Regions from separate parts of the Arachis hypogaea genome. Here region 1 is linked to region 2. The links are chromatin contacts, called in public Hi-C maps. All regions are on one chromosome and are shown on one strand. Each heading gives the region's core, a stretch centred on a gene start, on an enhancer-like site or on the middle of the called end of the contact. The rest is flanking DNA. Distances are from core to core; before and after follow the strand shown.

What was found. Hi-C and Micro-C count contacts between places; a contact is called where the count stands out from the background.
Region 1: a Hi-C map of an unstated tissue shows a contact between it and region 2, with 5 times the contacts expected there. The contact joins the promoter of LOC112796575 here to the enhancer-like site in region 2. A contact is called at or near these places in 6 of 8 Hi-C or Micro-C datasets (leaf and an unstated tissue).

What each region holds. Positions count from the first base shown.
Region 1 is chr4:28,256,470-28,261,562 of arahy.Tifrunner.gnm2.J5K5, reverse strand. It overlaps LOC112796575 (nifU-like protein 3, chloroplastic), which reads left to right and starts at 2,748. Exons shown (of 4, transcript XM_025839101.3): 1 at 2,748-3,169; 2 at 3,323-3,443; 3 at 4,256-4,554; 4 at 4,693-5,054. The coding sequence starts at 3,110. The coding sequence ends at 4,884.
Region 2 is chr4:28,168,397-28,173,608 of arahy.Tifrunner.gnm2.J5K5, reverse strand. It overlaps LOC112796572 (pentatricopeptide repeat-containing protein At4g17616), which reads right to left. Exons shown (of 6, transcript XM_025839087.3): 3 at 2,414-4,498; 4 at 1,381-1,606; 5 at 598-1,136. The coding sequence starts at 4,450. Among protein-coding and RNA genes, the nearest start is that of LOC112796572, 6.8 kb to the right of the region's middle. Within about 2 kb of position 1,883, at least 3 of the 3 cell types and tissues checked have open chromatin away from gene starts, as enhancers often do.

The DNA of each region.
Region 1 (5,093 bases), core at 1,499-3,998, 87 kb before region 2:
CTATTTATTGATCGCTGTTTTAACTAGCTATTCAATCTGAAATCTGCAAGAAAATTTGTTTTGATTAGCTATTAAATCATTTTAGTTGGACTAGTTGAATCAATCTTGTGTTGTGTTACTATTTCTTGATCGCTGTTTTGATTAGCTATTCAATCTGAAATCTGCAAGAAAATTTGTTTGGATTAGCTATTAAATAATTTTATTTGGACTAGTTGATTGAATCTTGTCTTGTGTTACAATTTCTTGATCACTGTTTTGACTAACTATTCAATTTGAAATCCGTAAGAAAATTTGTTTTGATTAGCTATTAAATAATTTTATTTGGACTAGTTGATTCAATCTTGTGTTGTGTTACTTTTTCTTGATCGTTGTTTTGATTTTTGCTTACTCTTAAATGTATAGCAGCCTAGTTAACAATGGCTTCCACAAGTAGAAGATCTATAAGTGGTTCATATGGCAGCGACAATGTAACGGGCGAATATTTTTGTGAGTGTGGTTTAAGAGCTCCGTTACAAGTCTCAAATAGCATTGCCAACCCGGGTAGAAAGTATTATGTCTGTCCTGTAAAACGATGTGGATGGTTTAAATGGGCAGATCCAAGTATCCAACATTCTGAAGTTGGAGATGATCGCTCTTGTCAACTGAATTCCAATTTGAAGTCGATTGAACGAGATAAAAATCTGCATACTAATGTTATGTTTCTGAAATTGTTAGCGTTCCTTCGACTTGTTGTTTCTATAGTCTGTATTGTACTGGTCATAATATTGTTGTTTAAGTTGTAGTTTAACCTTTGAATTGAAACAAGCAAATGATAAATTGTGTAAATTAGTTTGAAAACATGTTTCAGTATGTGTATAAACTTATTTTTAGTCAAATTCGCATGTAACGTGCATTTTATTATTGAAGAACGTTGTTTTAGGATAGGGATTTCGTATGGGACAAATAATTCTTTCACTTGGTAAATAATTATTCTTTTTTATGATCCCAAGTTCTGAATGGGACAGATAATGACAAAGAATTATTAGAAATTTCATTAACATGATCATGACAAATCCGTGTTATTAGTTGCATGTCTTACCATTATTAAACTTGTTTGAAAAGAGAATTCTGATCTATAGGCTAGGAGCCATTGCTTAATAATTTTCAACTGCTCCATTTCTTCCTAGCAAAGTCATTATATAAAAAAACGCATAAACATTAAAATAAATCTAACACTTCAAAATGCAAAATCTGCTATATCTTCTTAGAACCAAAAACAAGAATAAAAAATTGGAATCAAAAGACATGCAACTCTATTTACTTTTCAATTTTAATTAAGTTTCAATTGGAAATCAAAACAGAAAATACAATAGAAACACAATAAAAATGATAATATCAATTTCTCTCTCTTATTTCATAAGCTGAAAGTGACTTTTTCAGGTACTTTAAGCAAATCAAAGTCTTCCAAAAGGTAAAAAAAAAAGATTTAGTAATTTAAATATGAAATGGTTCACACTTGACACAAATAACTGTGCCGTCATTATCACCTAAGCCATATCAAACATATTTATATGATATCATGTACATTCAACAATTTTACTTATCAGTTTAGAGAACAAACATTCTTCCACTCAAATAGATATGTAAAGAATTGTAGCCTAACTAACAATAGCTCTAATATATAAACCAAAATACTGATATAAAGACGCACCTATTGTGGTTTGAAGATGCACTAATCCACAAGTATTAAACTAAACAGAGACATGGAAACTCATTAAAATGGCCAAACTTAATCACTGACCCTGGTATCAAACTGACCAAACTTAGCAACTGATCCCAGATTGTTCAGTTCTAGTTCTTACGAGACAAAAAAGGAAGTAAACATCATAAACTCATGCTGTTATAAAGCTTAAATAAATGGGTTAGTCAGCTTGGCATTCATTCTCGTCAAAGAAACTTTCATAGATTAGGGCATGATAGAAAAGATGAAAAGAACAAATCCACAGATTAGGGCACGACGGAAAAGATGAAAGGAATCAATAAATTAAACCATTTTTGTATAAAACTAACCTAGGTCAAAGCAGTTAGGACGAGGAGTTGATGGTTGGCGTCAATAGCAACCGGGGAGAGGCGACAACTTCATTCTTTGATTTTCCTGTGAAGGAGAAAAAGAGGAGATGGGAAGATGGGGGTTACGAAAATGAACTTGCAAGCGGCAAATCACTTACCTAGCGGTGGCGAGGCTAGCGACGAGACAATGGTAGTTCTTGAGACGGTGCTTCAGAGATTGCAGTGGCTGTTCTATAGAAGAATGAGAAGATGGAGTCACGAGGGAAGAATGAGAAGATGGAGTCACGAGGGTTGATCAAGAAGCCGTAATTTACATTAAGGGTAATTTTGGAATTATTGAATTAGAATGGGGCAATTTAGGTACAAATTATAATTAAAATTTCTGTCCTCGTCTTGAAAATTTTTTGTTTCTAGTGTCTCTACTTTTTGGAGATACTGAAATTTTGAAGCCAAAAACAGAAATTTAAGTACTAATCTCTAACTCAACTAACATAATATTGAGTCTCTGTCTTCCCGTCTCAGTTCCAGTCTCTACAAACAAACTACCTAACTGAACCAGTTAAATTTCTGCTTCATGGGTATTTCAGTCAAACTGCCTGATACGGTCTGATTATAACAGCTATGGTCCAATGTACTTCGACAAAAATAGAAACCTCCCCATATTTTTTAGCACCCTGAATTTTTGGCAAGATGAATTTAATGCTTTTGGGCATAAAACTTGGGTTTGAATCATAGCACATGGGTGATCCAATCTTAACAACCACCCGTGTGTTTGAGTTCTGTCCACAAACTTGGCCATATTTTAAGTCCAACAAAAAGAAAAAACTTGGCCACATTTTTATTTTATTTTATTTTATTTCACTTTTCATTATCATCATGGAGCGTCATCAGAAACAAAATCAACTTGAACCAATCAATTGCTGTGTACCAGTATCAACCATCCAAAGGCCACTGCTGCTGCAAAAACATAAGAACTTAAACTAATTCCTTTAACTCCATTCAAAACAAGATGAGACAATTGTATGTTACCATAACCTTATGGTAGCTTTTACTGATTGCAATGCTTTGTGCAACTCATCATACATTATTATTATTCTCTAACCCGTGTTGTTTCCTTAAGGTACGTTGTTTCCTTCTTCTGAGAAATTAAGGAATTTTATTCATCTAATTATGCCATCTTTACAAAATTCTTAGGTGGATTATATTGCTATGTTTGTTGTGTTTATGTGACTCAAAATTTTGCACCTATTTTTATTCTTAATTTTATTTTCAGAATCGAGTTTCAAATGGCAGAGGATTTTCTTCAAATGAGAGTTGTTTTGTTAGAGGTCACCAAATGGACATCAAACAATATTTTGGACTTATATCATCCCGTTCTCCACGGAACAAAGCAGGTGCTACTACTCTCTTTTCATGTCAATGCATTCTTCTAACTAATTCATCAATTTGAACACCATTTATTGGATTAAATTTATTAATACACTAGACCCATTAGGGGTTATTAGAGGGTTAGTTACTTGATTAGCTTATAGATAAGCGATTTATCCATTTGTAAATCAATAGGGCTAGCTGTGGAACCTGTATCTATGGGTAGGATCGGCTTCAGGTATCGAGCATATCCTATCATCCAACTCGCACCCTCAATATATAATGTGAATGTACATAAAAATACATATACATATGATGAGCCAGTAAAAAATTTGAACTTAAATTCTTGTCTTTTGCACAAATACTTAGTACCACCAAACTAATAATTCAATTTGCTAATCATAGATAAAATAATAGAGGAGTGCTAGGGGATCAGCAAGTTTTGTGATTTGTAACCATCAATTAGTCCGTATTAATATCTAATGGTATGGAATTACTCACTTTTCTTTTGCTGGTTAAGTGTTGGCCAAATTTAAATAAAAGTACTGGTCCTAGACTTTTTCAAAATGATATTTGATATTATGAAATGTCTGGAAAGACTAGAGTGAAGATAATTTGTTGTGCGGATCGGTTCGGGTACAATCGGGTTGCAAGATTTAGAGTGCGGGAATGGTTCAGGTTGAGGAGTTTAAGCCTGCGAGTAGGGCTAGGACTTAGGACAGAGCTTATAATCTACCATACCCTAATCATTGTCACCCATATAAACCATAATAGATGAATGTGTGTAGCAAAAAAAAGTATATAGTTGATTGAGTTGATTCACAATTGAATGTTGTAGGAAGAGTTGTATCCCCAAGCTGTGTGCTGCCATTGACAGAAGAGAATGTGGAGAAGGTTTTGGATGAGGTTAGACCTGGCTTGATGGCTGATGGAGGGAATGTGGCTTTGCACGAGATAGATGGCCTTGTCGTCGTCCTCAAGCTTCAAGGAGCATGTGGCTCGTGTCCTAGCTCGGCCATGACATTAAAGATGGGAATTGAGACTCGCCTTCGTGATAAGATCCCAGAAATCATGGAAGTGGAGCAGATTGTGGACGCCGAGACTGGCCTCGAGTTAACAGAGCAAAATGTCGAGAGTGTATGAAACTAAAATTCTTGCATCATTTATAGAATTTGCGTACTCATTGAAAAAATCAAGTTTGAGCATAGGCTAACAAGTTCTAAAGAGTTTTTCATGATGAAAAATACTTAGTCTATGATATTATTTGTTTTTCAGGTTCTTTCTGAAATTAGGCCATACCTTGTTGGCACTGGGGGAGGAATATTAGAGCTTGTTAAGATCGATGATTACGTTGTCAAAGTTCGGCTAAGTGGACCGGCGGCCGGAGTTATGACGGTTCGCGTGGCACTAACGCAAAAGTTGAGAGACAAGATACCTTCTATTGGAGCTGTGCAGCTAATAGACTGATGTAAGAAACATACAAGTTCTTGTATACTTTGAACTTTTGTTACAAGATCAAAATGGAACTAATTCATACAAAGAGCATGTAAATTTCTGTTTTGGAAAAGAAAATTAGTGTCAAAATCATACATGAATTAATGTTAGCATTCTCAATCTACATCATAAGATTTATGCAAGTGCGACTGTGTGAGTAACATGCAGATTTAAATTCATAT
Region 2 (5,212 bases), core at 634-3,133:
CTAATCACTTCAAACTCATCTGTTGAATCTAATTCATCAACATACATGGTCGAAAACCAACTTGAAGAAGCTGGAGAACATGGTTGAACTAGATGGTATCCTAACATAATAACATTTAATTTGCCATTTCTTTGCCCCACACAATTTCTTGTTCTTGGTCAATTAAATCTCGGCATGCAAATATATGATGCATATGTGATTGCTGCTTGCCACAGGCATACATTAATACATATCATATCCCTCTCTTATTTAGAGAGAACAGCCAAACAAAGACTGTCCTGAACCCTTGACCATGAATAACGATGAGTGTCCCAATTCAAATACAGTTATTTAGCAGAATATCCAAATACAAGTAAAGTACACATTAAGAAACATTGTCACCAAAGTACCAGAATGCTCATGCTTCTAGATCAAATACAACACATAACTCCTTAACCAAGCTGAGCATAAAGACTATATAATAAGCTTACAAATTAAAACCTAACAATATCATAAGCAAGGTGTTGCAAGATTATCCTGATAGACACAACACCAAAAATAGAATTAAACAAAACAAACTTGCATTGAAACAGGTTAAGAAAGTTTAAAGAAAAGTACCACAGCAGACTGTGTGTTGCTTCCATCCTTTTTCCTTTCTTCATTCCGCTCCTTCTCCTCCTCCTCCTCCTCTTCTTCTTCTTCCTCTTCCTCTTCCTCTTCCTCTTCCTCTTCCTCTTCTTGAAACCCCTCATTACCGACCCAATCCCTTTCGGGCACACCCATCCTCTGCTGCTCCCCTCTAATCTTGGCAACCAGCTCAGCTTCCTCACATCGTCTCATTAAAGTCTCAGACCAGCGCTCCCCGGGCCTAGCCATGCCCCTGCTGCTCTGGTCCTGAAACTTCCCAACATATTCATGGTGCAGGTAAGGCTCCCTTTCCCTCATGGCGTCTTCGGAGAAGTAATGCCCATCATACACCAATTTATCCAAGTAAGCCCGCCTTCGGTTCTTCACAGTCACTGACCGCATCCTCAACTCCTCCGAAGTTGGGCTCATTATGCTCCTAAGCCTCTTTAGATGCCAATTAACCTCATAGTCGTCTTTCATGGAATCAAACTGTCCCAGCTCATCGCTAATAAGCTCAGAACCATATCGTTCTAGTACAAAAACAGATTATAACCTTACTAAGGATACAGTAATAAGTTAACAAGAAAACCCTAACTCCATTGTTTTCTCAAAAGCAAGCACAATCAACTTTGAATTCATTTCTATATTCACTCTCGATATATACCTAAAGTTGCAAGAAAGTGTCCAATCAAAATAAATAAATAACAAGACATTACAACACCTTTGATGCTGAACTTCGTTGATGGAGAAGAGTAAGGGTTTAGAATTAGATACCTAAGAAGAGAGGAACGTCTCTGGAGAGAAGGTCGCGGAAGATTTGCTTGCGCTGGGAAGGGAGAGTGGCGGAGGATTGGAGGGCGCGTGGGAAGTACAGGTTCTCCAAACACGATAGCCTCTCCGATATTTTCTCCATCGCTTCCGAACTCATCACCTGCTTCTCTCTCTGCTCTTCCATCTCTGTTTCTCTCTGTCTCCTTGCTCGGTGGATGAATCTTGAATGCTGATGACAAAAGAAAAACAATGTTTTATTTTTGCATTGGAACTGAATGTTTGTTGCGTCTGCCATCTTCTCATGCTCATGGGCCACCTTAACTTGGCCCGTTTTCTTGGGCCTTAATCTCTCACATACATTTTCTTTTCCTTTTTTTGGGTCTTATACACTTATCTTTATGTTATGGGCTTCCTCATGTAGTTTAGTTGGGTTGGATTGAAGATACTTCGGTCTTCATGACCCAAAAAAATGATACTTTGTTTGCTTCACATAGAGCTGCACCGGATTCAAATCCTCTTAGAGGAATATAAAACCATGCTAATAGTGTGTACCCATGCAGTGTGTGTGTATAATGCATGGATGTAATGCTTAAAATTTGGACTGTCCAATCCACTTGACCAAAAAAAAAAAAAAGCTTTGGATTCTGGTTAGCAAATAAAGACCACTGAAAATTTTTCATTGATACTCCACATGATGTAGTTACATAATTAAATCAATTTACATGCATTAAATCACTAAAGTTCTATTGCATGTGTTCATAAATCCCTTCGATATAAGCTTTACCCTCAAGGAAAATCCCCAATGGTAGTGCAATAATAGTTCAAACATCATCAACCATGAAAATGATTTCATCTACAAAGGTTGCAACTGGCAACATAATTGCATTTCTCGGCAAAGAACAGCAGCTATGATTCTATGATTAATGAGCAAAGATCAAATGATGGATCCATTTGATGATTGATAGGATTAATGAATAATACCACAAAAAGTACACCATGACAGATGGATATATTGGAAAACTCAAACTATACCCACCCATTTCCTAAACTCCTGAACATGCTCAAGCCTTTTGAGTTGTGCTTCTGTTCTTGCATCTGATGCTTTTAAACTCTTATAAAGATTTTTGTGAAGTCTTAAGAACTCAACTTTATACATCAACTTATCAGCATACATGTTTTGGTCTCTCATATGGCCAATGACTTCCATCACTCGCTCAAAGTATCCACCGCGAAGAAAGTTTATTAGTAGTAACTCGTATAAATCTCTATTTGCCGGAAAACCACAACCCTTCATGAATCTCTTAATCTCTCCCCACAAGATTGTGATCTCGCGATACATACCAAGAGATGAATATCCACGTAGCAGATAAGCAAAAGTCTGAATAGTGGGCTGAATGTTCATTTCAACCATTCTTCTATACACCTTTAGTGCATCTTCCATCATTCTAGCCATGCAAAAGAAGTGGATGGAAGAATTAAACTCGTACACCAAAGGGAAAATCTGATCTTCATCTTTCAATATTTGAACCAAGGTGACAACCAAATTCGATTTACCAAGTGAATCTGATGTTTCCACACAGTGAAAGTGTTCGTGGATAGTATCATCAGCCAATTCATTATCCAAATGAACCCTTGTCATTTGTTTTAGCAGTGCCTTTGCTACTCTTTGCATTCTGCGCCTACGATATGCTGACAAGAGTAACATATATGTATCCCAGTCCAATGGAGATCCAGCAGCCTCTGCATCATCCAAAATGTCATGAGCAGATTCAAGCCATCCAAAGTGAATGCAAGCACCAATTGCATCAGAACACAAACGAGATCCTGCTACTGAATATAGTTCCTCTTGAACGCTAAGTAAAAGCTTTGAAAGTTCACTAATCCTCCCATCTTTCTTGTAACCGGTAATGAATTTTGCCAGTGCTCTGTTGCTGAGAACAAGTTTTTGACCCCTATAAAAGATCAGGTCTTGTCTACCTTCAGGTTTAACGACAGAATCATTCTGCAGCAGCTCAAGCTCAATATGTATCTTTAGTCCAGTCCTAAGGTTACGCGATCCAATTGCAATAGAGCAAGGGTTTTTAAGATCTTTCCTATTTTCTTTATGATCATGACGATTATGTGAACTATTCATATCAAAAACAAGCTTAGCAGCAGCATCAATGTCATTAAACTTGAAGTGCAAGCTCAACAAACTATCATAGAATTGTCGATAGAGGCGAATGAAAGCAGCTGACACACTATCAATGTGATCTTTTAATTCCCTTATTTCATCTCTTAAACCATTCATCTCTAGAATCTGTGAAACTATTACAACAGTGTGTGCATCAACCACTGTCCCAGTTAGTGCCACTAATTCAATCAGCAACAAGCCCTTCAAGGGTAAATTAAACCTCACACAAGCATCAAGAACAAGGCAAAAGATTGATGCATCTGGCTTAACCACATCCGCAGATTGAGCCTTTTTATCCTTCAAGCAAATGTAAAAGTCACAAACCTGAGACAAATAATTACATGCAATATATGCTCCAATCTCTGTCTTCACAAGGTGCAAGAAGACCAAGCACAACAAATGCATAGGGGGCACACACCCCTTATCCAGCATCAATCTAAGAATCACCGCTGCAGAGGTTGACATTTGCAACCTTGCCAAAGAAAGTGCAAGTTTGGTTAACGTATCAACATGAACCAAACCAGAATTATTCTCCTCTTCAACCACCTGCAAAACCAAATCAAAAGCTTTTCTCGTCCAAGAATGATTAGATGAATAAGACAGCTGAACAATGAGCTGGTTTAGCAACCGAACCTCAGGGTACCCATACAGTGTCCTAAAATCCTGAAAGGATTCCCATCCTTCATGCATCTGATGGTTTCTCAAAGCAGTTTTGAGCTTCCCTAGTAGAATTGCTTGGGTAGAACGTTCCCATGGTAATCTTTCACAGTCACTACTACTAGAAGTGGAAATTTTTTGCAAAATGGGATTGAAATGCCCAGGAAAAAATCTCTGCAAAGTTGAAGCCTTTCTGACCAAACAGTTGTGCAATGGAATGTATCTTGTGAAAGGAAGAACCATTCCAGGATGCCTGTACCTAATGAGCTTGATGCATACACGACTGCACGACTGCAGTGCCAAGAGAGTAAGAAGTTACAAAATAAAAGAGATATTATCAATTAAATAAATAACAATTTTAGAAGCAACAACTACATAATCCATTATTCTCATTATACACAATTAGAATTAGGCAGCTAAGCCTCATACTGCCAAAAATAAAATAAAATAAAATATACAGGAAGAAAGTGAGGCTGTGATGGCTGAGGGACAAATGCCACCTGCAGAACTAACGACAACAGCGATGGTGAAGGCCTGAAGGCTCAATTGCTCAAGGCTGAGAGATGAAGGAGTGACGAGATCTTCGGTGGGGTGAGACAGAGAACAAGTGGAAGCAGAGTTGGATTAGAAAACTAATAGTATCTGGGCCCAAAAGTTCCCGCTGTTTGGGCCATCTAGTGTCACTTTTCTTTTTCTTTTTGATCATTTTTATTTTTATTTTTATTTCCTATAAATCCAGCATATAGCTCCACATGTCACTATATCCTTCTTCCTGATGCTTTTGTTTGCTAGCTATATCTATAGGAATTGGTCTCATTTGTCTGCATGTGCTTCAAATATTGGCGTTGGAAAGTCACCAAATGTGATAAAAGGTGGAAGTCCCCAAAGTCTTACCACGTGGCTGGTGACATATGGAAATTTCAAAAGTTAATTAAAGCACCTAGTTCAAAGAGAATAAATGTAAATTCAAAGAATGAAGAAGTGTGTTTGAAATTTGGACAATCT